2 separate regions of the Columba livia genome follow, and region 1 is linked to region 2. The links are chromatin contacts, called in public Hi-C maps. All regions are on one chromosome and are shown on one strand. Each heading gives the region's core, a stretch centred on a gene start, on an enhancer-like site or on the middle of the called end of the contact. The rest is flanking DNA. Distances are from core to core; before and after follow the strand shown. Region 1 holds the start of FABP2 (fatty acid binding protein 2). Region 2 holds the start of RPL7L1 (ribosomal protein L7 like 1).

The links. A called contact is a pair of places that touch in the nucleus more often than the background predicts.
Region 1: a contact with region 2 is called in a Hi-C map of crop, with 3 times the contacts expected there. The contact joins the promoter of FABP2 here to the promoter of RPL7L1 in region 2. A contact is called at or near these places in 2 of 2 Hi-C or Micro-C datasets (crop and liver).

What each region holds. Positions count from the first base shown.
Region 1 is chr4:67,374,255-67,380,482 of bColLiv1.pat.W.v2, reverse strand. FABP2 (fatty acid binding protein 2) reads right to left here and starts at 3,327. Exons shown (of 4, transcript NM_001282808.1): 1 at 3,235-3,327; 2 at 2,381-2,553; 3 at 1,687-1,794; 4 at 284-728. The coding sequence starts at 3,301. The coding sequence ends at 678.
Region 2 is chr4:67,194,525-67,200,862 of bColLiv1.pat.W.v2, reverse strand. RPL7L1 (ribosomal protein L7 like 1) reads left to right here and starts at 3,588. Exons shown (of 6, transcript XM_065062764.1): 1 at 3,588-3,738; 2 at 3,889-3,997; 3 at 5,728-5,891; 4 at 6,073-6,210. The coding sequence starts at 3,725.

The DNA of each region.
Region 1 (6,228 bases), core at 2,078-4,577, 180 kb before region 2:
TGCATATTTAAAAGCATGCTCATACTTTTATAAAAAAATATAATGAAATTCCTTTGTGTGACATATGTGTATATCATCAGGGAGTGTTTTGTATTATTCCTATTTAGATCAGCAAGGTATCAATGGGCTATCATGTAAATCCTCCAAGTGAGCTGTATTATTGCACCATATTTTATACTTCTTGCATATTTATATTTATGCAGAAAAATCTTAGAGATGGTGTTGTCAGGTTTCTTGTAGATTTTGCCATCCTTATTACACAATACTCAATACACAGAGAAGCTGTTTACAAATACAAATTTTATGGTGGGGAAACTCAGTTGCCATTTGAAAACTAGTGCAAAAACAAAAAACCAAACCAAACCAAAAGGTTGTTCTGCTCATAGAAAATAGTTTCTGCAGCCTTTTCTAGTATGGCACCCAGCAAGACTTTTAGTACAAATTCCATTTTAGCATTTGTATCAAATTGTAATGAGATTTTGTTTATTCCAGACAAAACTGTAAACATAAGGAACTTAAGAAACTAGCCTGTGTTTTCAATAGGGCTACTTAATTGCAACTTAGGAATTGTGCCTAGGAGGTGCTGTGAGTGGTTAGAAGGAAAAAAAGCAGAGGATATGTAGAAACGTGGTCTGTTTCACTGGATTTTGATTCTGGTGCTGTTCTTGGTGAAGTATTTAACCCCTTTTGAAGATTCTCTTGGCTTCAACGCCTTCATATACATAGGTCTGTTAGGAAATTAAGGAGAAAAATCAGCGGCTGCTATTACAAAATTTAATTTCACAGATGCTGTTGAGACATGGTCAGCAGTGGTTTAATTAATTGTTACTGATGGCCATGTCGGGCCTACTGTCCTTTGTAAGGGCTCTGAGAAAAGGAACATAAGGAAAGCAGCCTATTGTCAATAGGCATAAATTCTCTATGCAAACATTTGAACCAGCACAGAACAACTGTTCGGTGCTTCAGAAAAAACAAAACAAAACAACAAACTGTTGAATTGCCATATTCCCAATACCACTACTTTACAAGTTTCACCTGTGTGACTGTTTTATTAGAAATGTGAAGAAGGACTGAAGAGTTGGACTGTATGTTTTTGGTATCTCAAATTTCACACCTGTCCATAGTTGTTTGCTTTGTTTTGTTTTTTATTTTTTCTAAGACACTTCTGACTTGCTAGCACAGAGGATCTTAAAGCATTGCAGTTCCGTTCAGTTTCTGGCTTTACTGCAGAGCTATGAAGCATTTCCCTTTGGTCTCAGATTTCGCCCTGCTCCAACCCTAAACTTTGTTTTAGAAGGGTATTTATCAGCCATTGTCTGCATTACCCTGTAGTAAGCTCCTGTAGGAAGGCTTTTACAAGGCAGACACTTGGAGAAGGGCCTTCAGTTGGGACACATCTATATAGCGTGTACCTATCTATATAGCATGTACCTATCTATATACAGCTTCTGTTCACAGGCTTCAGAATGCATTGCTAAGATACAGTTCACATGGGTAGGAAAAACCTAAAAATCATGGATAGACAGTTTTGTTCTAAGTCTTGATAGATGACTGGACTGGAGAATTTTAACTAAAGATAAATGAGGTTATTTGGCTTGAAGAAAATATTTCTTACCTTTAAAAAAGTTTTTAATTTTTAAAGTTCATTAGATTGTAAAGTTATATGGAAGCGACTGCTTAACTCACCTGAACAAGTTCGTCACCTATGATTTCTCTGTGTGCTTTGAGTGGTTTTCCATTATCTTTTCTTGTAAATGTTCCTACAAGTTTATCTCCTTCCATGTTCCAAGAACCCTACAATGGGAAAAATAACCCCAAATATTTTGCAGTAAATATGACACAGATTTGATTTAAAGACTGCAGGAATGCTTAAAAGTGGGAAGAGATTAAAACAGTGTAATTATGGGGGTTTTGACATTGATGGAAAGACTGTAAAAATGAATTTTTAATAAAACCACTAGTTTATTTAATTGCGTATTAGGCAAGCTAACTTTTTTAGTGCTCAGTACACCTTCTTTTAATTATTTATATCAATAGAGAAAAACTAATTTCTTATAAATACCCACTCTACATTCTAAGTGGTGTACTTGAGTATTATAAGTAAAATAGCAGTCACATAAATTTCATCATGTGCAAATTGCTGTATCCTCTGCTTTTTGGGCACTGTATGGAACCCCAAGTTTCACAGTACAGTATTGAACCATTAACAGTTAAGACTACCTTGTATTTTTGTATATAAGCTGCAAGTATTCCTGAACAGCCACACTTTAAAAGTCAAATTTAAATTAAAAACTAGGAAGACAAATAATTCATCTTGAAACTGTACTTCATAAAGTTATTATCATATAATAAATAGATAATGATATTAAAAGTCTCTTACAGTAAGTTCAGTCCCATCAGCCAGACTGTAGTCAAAATTGACTCCCAGAGTGAATTCAATATCTATAGTACGGAAGTTGCTTGATTCTTTGACCGTAAATTTGTTTCCATCTTGTTGAATAGTGATCTTCAGATTATCATGGGCTCCTAACTTTCTCTTCATCACATTAATACCTAAAAAAATCAATTAACATAAATCAGAAAAAAAAAATAGAACATCGTATTTGTCTCTTTTTAATAACTTTTATGTGGTCAAGTGAGTTTATTCCAGCATTCTGGCCTGAATATTTATTCTTCTTCACTTTTTATTGAAGTCATATTCACCAGTACTGATAAAATACGAATTACTATCTCACTGGAATGGTCATGTTTATACGCATATAACACCAGTTTGTACAAACTTGAGGTAAGAATCAGTATGTTAAAATGACTTGAATAATGTGTTTCTATAAAACTGAAGAACGATTATTTCCTCCCTGTGTAATTTTTAAACTAGTTTAATGTTATTAAAAGCATATTCCTGCTATAGAATTCTGCTTAAAGTTTGTAATTCAAATTCTCTGACCATTTTCCTCAAGTGTAGACTTAGAGATTCTTTCCTCTGCTGAAATGAATCTGATGGAATAAGTTAAATTGCTTAAGATTAACATAATGTCATTAAAATCAGAACATTTCTCAGAAACTTTTTCACCCACTGTAGAATCTTTTGAAAATAAATACAGTACACTGTGCAAGGGCAGAGCAGCAAACAGCAAGGGGACAGGCCAGCCACAAGGTGGGTCACAGGCAGCTGGAGTTTGTATCCAGCCAGAGTGGTATTATTCTTGTAGAAGGAATTGGAAAAGTAAGACTTACCCATTGCCTCCATGAACTTTTCATAGTTCTCATTTCTGTCGATTTTCCAAGTACCATTAAATGCCATGTTTCTGTCTGTAGGAGGACTTTTCTGAAGTAACAGAGCTTTGCAAAGAGAATTTATGAACTGGCTTATCTCGAAAGCAATTTACAGGATGATGTGGCGGACTAAAGCTCAACTGGTGCACTGATCTTTTCAAGGAGAAGTTTACTGTAGTTTAATCAAATTTCCAATAAGGACCACACTGCTTGTTGAATCTCTCCCTTATTGCCCCCAAATCATGACGTTATCTTTATTGCTCTTCTTAATCAAGAATTGCTAATGCATTTGTTTTATTCACCATATTTGAGTTGTGGTAAAAATCAGGTATCTAGTGTAAGCGATAATTAGTAAGAAAATTTCTTGACATTTTCTACCTCTGTTGTATCTTCATGCTAGTGGGAGAGTTCATGCAACTGGAGAAAATATATTTACCCAACCAACCAAACACGAATCTCTACTTTGTCTGTTATAATTTGGTTGAGATTTGTTCTTCTTCACATATTAAACATGGAGCAGAGGATTTACCGAATGTGTACAGGTTGTTTCAGAAAACTATTTGCTTGCTTCTTGTCTAGTGCTGAGCTATGAAAATTGGGATGAAATTCTGTATTAATCTGTTCACTCTCTAACATAAAGTTTAAATTCTGAGCAGTTTCTACAAATTTTCTCCATTATAACCCATTCAGTGAATGCTCTTCAGGCTGCAGCTTGTCCTCTCATCTACCACTGTTCCAGCTACTGTAGTTTGATTTCCTCAAAGCTATGGTGTTCCACCGCAGAAGTGCCTTTTTTTTCTCTAAGGCTAAGAAGAAGCAGAGTCTGCCACTCTTCCTGAACTAGCTACCCCTTCTTTCCCCTTCCTACCTCTTATATTCCCATATTTCAGGATAAAGAAGACTGCCAGATGAAAGGCTGTTTATTCTTAACAGCGATGAGGGTAGTACTTCACATTTAACAACACCATTTAGATCTCATTTTGTAGTTTTTATGTGCAGCTTCTTCCCACATTTTTATGCAGTTTTTTATCACTTTGACTTACATGAAAGTTGTAAGATAAAATTTGCAAATAAGTAGGCATAATTTTGGTAGAAAAAAACCTTGACTTTCTATAAATATTGGAATTCCAGAATTATCTTTTGTGAAGGATAAAATTGAAATGCTGCATCTCACTGTAAACTGGAGCATTGTCAGGTACAGGTAAGACGTTTGTCTTAGGAAGATATATATGTGCCATCCTCTGTAATTGGAACTGGGTAAAAATCAGCCAGCGGTAAAATGGAAGATGTGTAGTTGGGTTAGCATGGTGCTGAATCCAAACTCAGTGTCTTAAAAAGTTTCATAGACCATGCCCAGTGCTGTGATGGATGCCCATCTTACTCCTCAGCCAGCTCAGAAAATGGGCAAAATATTTTTCTATTAGAGTCGCATTGTTTCTTTTTATTGCACTGGAGTGTTTCTTGACCTTTGTAGTTATTCTTGTTGATCTATATTATTTATTTACTATATATACATAAACAAAAATACTTGGTGTCTGGTTATAGTTCATCCAATTTATTGTTGCTTAAGAAAATTAGTAACTCTCCTTTAGAGTCTTTGCAAAAGAGTTCTTTCTAACAGCGGAATTATTAGACTGGACAATGCCCTCAGACACATGGTGTGAACTGTGGGGTTGTCATATGCAGCGACAGGAGCTGGACTCGATCCTCTGGGCCTCTTCCAACTCAGGACATTCTATGATATTATGGTGTGGTGCAACTTTTGAACCAATTCTGTTGTATACAGTAAAAAATCCAGACATATATTAAAACTAACAAAAAGGAATGACCTTTTATTTTGGGTATTTCAAGAAAGCTTTTCTACTTCTTAGGTAGGTTATGCATTCTCTCCAGGAACTTGCTGATTCGTTTCATTCAAGAAATATTAAGGTGTCTGAAGTAGTGTTTATACATTTAAACAAAACTAATGTTACTGATTACTCTCCTCGTTTGAATCTAGTCCGTATTAACTTATGAAAAAATAACTTGGAGTAGTGACATTCTGCAGGTTAAGAGTGAATTTCTACATCAGACTTCAGCAGTTTTTCTCATCCTTAAAAAAGGGGGAGGGTCTTCTGGAGTGAGTCCTCAACTAACAGGAAGATTTCAGATGTGCTTTTCTAGTCAGTTATCTCACAAATTGCCTTTCCCCACTTGTGATTCTTTGGTCTCCCTCAGAAGTCGGGCTAACCAGCCAACTCCAAACCTTTTCACCATGGGAGCAGTGAGTCCTTGGTTCCTAAATTTTACGTTACAGTGTGTTGCTCCATTTCTGTCCCATTTTCCCCTTCCTTAGTGTTTCTTTTCACTGGGCATGAATCCTTAGGATCCTGTTCATGCCAGCCCCATAGATCTGTCAGTTAAGTGAGAATCTATATAGGTGGTCAATATTTATGAGTTTCATGTCTCGACATTGGTGTAGTGCTGACAGCACGAAGAACTGTTCTTCTCTGAGGTCTGATGGAATAACAGTGCTAGAACAAGCAGCCGTCTTTTTAATCTTTCACAGTTTATGTGAGTTACTTAGGACTATTAATGCACTAAAATCTGCAATCACTTTTCTTATGTGTACTAGAACCATACGATATACAATTTATTCCAAATTTTTTGAGTTCCTATAAAAGCTGATTTTCCTTCTAGAATTATACTTAAAATTGGCTTTATAGATTATTATTTTTTTAAAATGTTGGAATATTCCCCAGCATTTTTCGTTCTTCAATCTACATTTTCCCCGTCCGGTTTGTAAAACTCTAATTTTTGCATAGGTGGTGCACTGAAAAACTTGGTGTTTTATTTATACTATTGCTGATTGCATAAAAGTCATGAAAGATAAGGGTGTGGATTCTTGGCATTGTGGCTTTCTGCAATGTGCCAGCTTCAGAACACTGACAATGGAACAACTTATTAACTTGAAGT
Region 2 (6,338 bases), core at 2,339-4,838:
GTTAATGTTTAACAAGTCAGCCTAGGTATGCTGCTACGCTGTGTTACATTTCATAGCAACAGTGCTTGAAATATATACTTGTTGTTTCCTTACCATTAATAATGAAATACCTGCGATCCCACTGGTGTTTCCCTTTTGTTAAACAAACCACAATCATTTGTAGATTTAAATGGGTCCACATTTTCTATCGTGAGCTACCAGAGATTTCAGCAGCTTACCCTAATGTTAGAATGAAACTTATATATGGTTATAGATTTGCTTCTAGTTTCTTTAGTGAAACTTTCATATGATTTATTTCATACCCTTGTGGCTTGCTTTCTTATAATCTAAAAGGTTACGTCAGAGTTGATAAGAAGCTGAGTTTGCTCACCGAGGGGTGTGTTCTTTGCAGAGCATACGCCTGAGCAGGTACTGGAATGTGGGGTCACATTTCTAAGCATGGATATTCAAGTAACAGGTATCAAAATAGAAGTGGCCTAACTTACAGTGTCATAAAGGTTTGCAGCTTCATCAAGATGAGCAGTTAAACCTTGACATCATTGAGCTTTCTAGTGAAAGGCCCAAGTTCTTGATTGTTAGGTTGAAAGGGAAACTACAGTTGGTGTAAATCAAATCGGTAAGAGGTGCAATGGAAGTAACAAGTCCAGTGTGGAGGCACACGTCCCTCTTCTATCCCACAAGCAAAGAGGAAGGCAGCAGAACACCGACACATTCTCATCAACTGCAACAGAATCTCTTTAGGGTGAGCTATGGCACCATCTACAGGTGATACTGCTCTCCAAACCACTCTTCCCAATTTCCCCCTCTCTCAAATAGGAGTCTGAAAAAAACACGAAAGCATTGCTGTAGTTTTGGTTCTAGGCGCTTGCCAGCTTTGCTGGTCTGTCTGCTTGACTCCTGCATTCATCTGTGCTTTTGACATTCAGCTGAGTATGTTCAGTGCAGTGTAAACATCTCAATCAGGCTGCTCTCCTTAGAATTGCTCTCCCTGGGCCCCTCACCCTGGGCTGATGAGACATGCACTGCTCTGGATGCTGTCCCACGCTTGCTTCCCCCCACCTCCTTAGCCCAGATGCTTGGGTTCAGCCTGAAATCCAGCTATGCTATACGTAAATCCTGACTGTGTGTCCATAATTTCAAAAGCTCCTATAGGTTGAAGCAATAGTTCCTTCAGATTTTCTAAGAGTTGCTCTCAGTACAGGTTTATCACAAGCCACTCGAAGTATGTGATCCAGTAAGCACAGCGAAGAAAGGCCTGAGGCTTTCAGGTTATGACCCTGATTCCTTTTCTTCTTTTTATAGTATATGGTGGAAGTATTACCCAAAAGGACATTTGTGCTGCAAATACTGGAAGAACTTTTGGATATATTGTATCAGCAACCTCTGTTTCCTCTGGATGAGTTCTCCCTGTCTTTGTGCTCTTTCCTCTTCAAAGCTTTGGCTCCAGGTTTCATGCAAATGTCACCGTAACCTGGGACTGGCAGGACACAGTTGCTCTCATTTGATGCATGAAGGGCACAGAGGGTGTTTGTACCTGCAGTGCCCCAGAGAACCTAAAAATGGTGTTTCTGTGCCTTGTCCCACTTGTGCAGCCTCTTGGGCTTACAGCTCTGCACGGCAGCTCCCCACCCCCAGTCCCTTGCTCCCTGACCACCCTGCTCCGGTGCAGCTGGACGCGGCTTGCTGCCTCCTCCCGCTGGCCCTGCGGCCTGCGAGGTGCAGTTGTCTCCCTGATTTACACCACCTTGACCACATTTGAGATCCTTTCCTCAGCGGCTGTGACCAGCTGCCTGCCTACACATCAGGTGTGCTGTGTGGCCCACGAGTCCTTACTTGGGTCTACTTGGTCCTGGTGGACAACAGGATGACCATGAGCCAGCACTGGGCCCTTGTGGCCAGGAAGGCCAATGGCATCCTGGGGTGTATTAGAAGGGGGGTGGTTAGTAGATCGAGAGAGGTCCTCCTTCCCCTCTACTCTGCCCTGGTGAGACCACATCTGGAATATTGTGTCCAGTTCTGGGCCCCTCAGTTCAAGAAGGACAGGGAACTACTGGAGAGGGTCCAGCGTAGGGCAACCAAGATGATTAAGGGAGTGGAGCACCTCCCTTATGAAGAAAGGCTGAGGGAGCTGGGGCTCTTTAGTTTGGAGAAGAGGAGACTAAGGGGGGACCCCATTAATGTTTATAAATATATAAAGGGTGAGTGCCATGAGGATGGAGCCAGGCTCTTCTCGGTGGCAAACAATGATAGGACAAGGGGTAATGGGATCAAGCTGGAACACAAGAGGTTCCACTTAAATTTGAGAAAAAACTTCTTCTCAGTGAGGGTGACAGACACTGAACAGGCTGCCCAGGGAGGTTGTGGAGTCTCCTTCTCTGGAGACATTCAAAACCCGCCTGGACATGTTCCTGTGCGACCTCACCTAGGCGTTCCTGCTCCAGCAGGGGGATTGGACTAGATGATCTTTTGAGGTCCCTTCCAATCCCAAACATACTGTGATACTGTGGTTCTTCAGGCAGGACCTGCTGTATGGGCACAGGAACCGCTGCACTTAGAAGCCACCTGAAGGGAGAGACAATGGCCTGTTTCCTCCTAGCAAAGCCCCCAGGGTGTTCATAAGAGAGGCAGGAAGGCAAGCTCCTTTTGAAAGCCTTTTTCTCCATTGCAGACCTCTGTTGTGGTGAGACATCTGCATTGCACCAGGAGAAATGAGGAGAGGGACACATCACAGCCCAAGAACATCTTCTCGACGTGGCCACGCAAGCTGCTCGGGGCAGCAGTTAGAGCCAGGGGCCACAGCCCTTTCCAGGGAGCTCACGACGGGGATAAGGCTGAACCCCATTCATGTTTATAAATACATAAAGGGTGAGTGTCACAAGGATGGAGCCAGGCTCTTCTCGGTGACAACCAATGATAGGACAAGAGGCAATGGATACAAACTGGAACAGAGGAGGTTCCACTTAAATATGAGAAGAAACTTCACAGTGAGGGTGACAAACACTGTAACAGGGAGGTTGTGGAGACTCCTTCTCTGGAGACATTCAAAACCTGCCTGGACACCTTCCTGTGTAACCTCATCTGGGTGTTCCTGCTCCGGCAGGGGGATTGGACTAGATGATCTTTTGAGGTCCCTTCCAATCCCTGACATTCTGTGATTCTGTGAACTTGGTGCCTTTTAAGTATGGAGGAGCAGCATAAATGGGAACATGCTTAAGACCTGCGCTGTGGTCCCACAAAGCTGTGTCAGGTCTGAGCCCAAGGCAAATCCCCAGCCTGGCCATGGTGGCAGCTGCCTGTCGGCTCCGCAGCAGCCCGTGTCTGCCCGGATCAGCGTGTGTGCGGTACCCCGCTCTGGGCTGTCCCCGCAGTGTGGGCAATGGCTGCTGCACGGGCTGGAAGAGCTGAGGGGACTCACAGACACCACCTTTGCTTTTTATTTGCTTATTTTTTATTTTATTTTATTCCACTGCTCCGGCATCCTTTGGGATGTTTGAAGCAAGGCGGAGGAGGTGCCTGGTTTCAAGGTACTCTCTGCTGGGGGTGCGGGTCTTGCTTTCCGGGCTGTCAGAGACTGGCCATCTCCTCGCAGACTCTTCCCGCTGACACATCATGGCCCGGACAACAAAGGCTCGCCCTCCCCGCCCCGCTGACGCCTGCTCCGCCCCGTCAGGCCGCGCGCCCCGCCCCGGCGCATGCGCCGCAGCGGCACCGGCTCCCGGGCGAGATGGCGGAAGAAGAGTAAGTGGCGCTGGGCAGTGGCCGCGGATCCGCTGCCATCCGGGGGGACTGCGGGGCTGGGGCGGCGGCCGGGGGGTCGGTCGGGGCAGTGGGGAGGGCTGCGGTGCCGCGCCGTGCGGCTGGATGTGAACGGCTTCTCCCGCCCCGCAGGCCGAGGCGGCGGATCCCGCTGGTGCCGGAGAACTTGCTGAAGAAGAGGAAGGCCTACCAGGCCATCAAGGCCACCCAGGCCAAGCAGGCGCTCCTCAACAAGCGGAAGGTAGGGGTGCCCCCGGCACATGTACACCCCGGGCGGCCCCGCGGCGCGGCTGCCCCTGGCCGGGTTGTGTTGCGGGGGAGGGAACCGTAATTCCGTGCAGCCCTACAAACGGTCTGAGCCACCGGCTGCCTCTGCGGAGGGGACGCCGAGCTCTGCGCCTGGGCCAAGGGAGGCAGCTGTTCGCTGAGATGCTGGTCCTATGGATCATCTGTGAGGGCGAGCCTGAGTTCATTGCTTCAGTTGATGAGCATCTTACCTTAATGAGCCCAGTAGAGAGGACTAAACCTTTTGGGCCGTTACACCAAAGCACAAATTTATTAAAGGCTCTGAGTCGTTTGTCTTATATTAGTGATTACCAAAGGGGTTGTGTGTGTAGTCACACATAAAATGCAATGCTGTCAAATTGTTTGTGTTACCATGGGAGTGCACTGCCTGAAACCAATTCACCTTTGCGTTGTAAGCCCTTATGGAGACATTCTGCTTTTCTGAGGGTGTGTTTAGGGTTAGGTATGTATCATTAGCTAAATAAATCTGTTAGAGCATAGGCAGGTCATTGTGAAGCCTTTTTGCACGTGTAGGGTGGCTTGTGTTGCTAGCGCAGAGACCCCTGTGCATCTGCTGTGTGTGGTTTTCAGATGGGCAAAGTGCAGCAAACCTTTTGATTTCAGGCTTTGAGGCGTGTTCCACTGGATCTCAGCTGATGTAGCAGGTGCCTGACGTGCAAAACTCCTGCCATTTTTGTGTTTATGTTTAACTATATGAATGGTTTGCTGTATTTCTAAGCTGGGAGCATAAACAATAATCTTAAATAGCTAAAAAGCTTTTAAGATTCTCTCTAGAAAAATTACCCTAGTGGTGAGATTTTGATCAAGTCTACCTGCTTTGAAAATTCAAACCAATTTCATGGGTGATTCACAAGGTGAAATAGAACAGAAGACACATAACGTTAGATTATTTATTTTTAACATAGTGTAATAACTTAGCTGATAGTTATTACAATAGTATTGGGTAACTGCCATGCGCGTTCTGCTCCTGTTCATATGAGAAAGGAATATGGTTTAGGTGGATGTACTTGTTCCTGAGCCTAAGCATAGGCATTTAAACATCTTCTTAACGTAAAAAAATGCTTTACATTCTCCCATAACTCTGAAATTTTTTTTTCAAGTGGTCTGGATTTTCTGTATTTAAATCAGTAATACTTAATAGTTATTTGAAAGCTTGGGGTTTTGTTTGTGTGTGCTCCTTTATAGGGAAGAACTTTAAATCCAGTTATTTTTTGTTGGGTGGTAATTTTAAGTCACACTAGGCTACTGCTGTAGCATCCTTTTTACCCAGATACGTACGTTGTCTCTGGCTTTCCCAGTGATTGGCTGAGCTGTGTATGTAGGTGGGCAGATCTGTCTGTCTGTGACTGTAAGTTCTTCCATTTGATTTCTCCTATGCTTAGAAGCATCATGGGTCATCTTCTGTTTTTCCTAACTTATTTTTGTTCTGAGGAAAAACTGTTTGTTCACTATTCATAAACTATAGCTAACTGCTTGAAGTTTGTAAATTCAAATGTTGTCCCTCAGTTCTGTCTCTTTTGGGCTTAGATGATCGAATTTATTTTCTTACTTCCTCTAAAACCGAAAGAGCATAGTTTATCGAGTTCTGAATTTGATTTGGCCCTTGAGATGCAAACCTCTAAGACTGTTGGGAAGGGTGATAATTTCTTATCCTTTTGTCTCTAGCAACAGAAAGGGAAACAAATCCAGTTTAAACGCCTTGAGGCTTTTGTTCGAGATTCATGGCGCAAACACCGAGATGATGTCCGTCTGAGACGCATGGAGCAGAGACCGGGGCAGACAGTTGTACCTCAGGAGCACAAACTGGCCTTTGTTGTGCGGATTGCAGAGTAAGAAACTTTTGTTACGCCTTACCTTTGTTATTGCTGCTATTTGTAACTGTCATACCATTTCAAAGCAAAGAAAGTGTGATCGACCCAGACGTGTTTCTTTGCAGATAATCTGAGGCCTTTTGTTGCTGTATTAGAGAAATGTGGCTATTATTATAGTACTTTTTTTTTTCTGACTCAGTATTAAGGGAGTGAGCCGGAGGGTAAAAAGAGTGATTGATTTGCTGCGGCTGAGAAAAAATTTCACTGGAACATTTGTTAAACTGACGCCGTTATCACTGAAGATGCTGCGGATTGTGGAACCTTATGTGGCATGGGGGTGAGTCCTGTGACTTGATAGTAGTTTGTATCTACATACAGCTTTTTGATTCTCCATCTGGTATCACAGATCCATAGCTGGCTTTTCTAGTAATGATCAAAACTTGGTGTATTTTATATCTGAAGCTT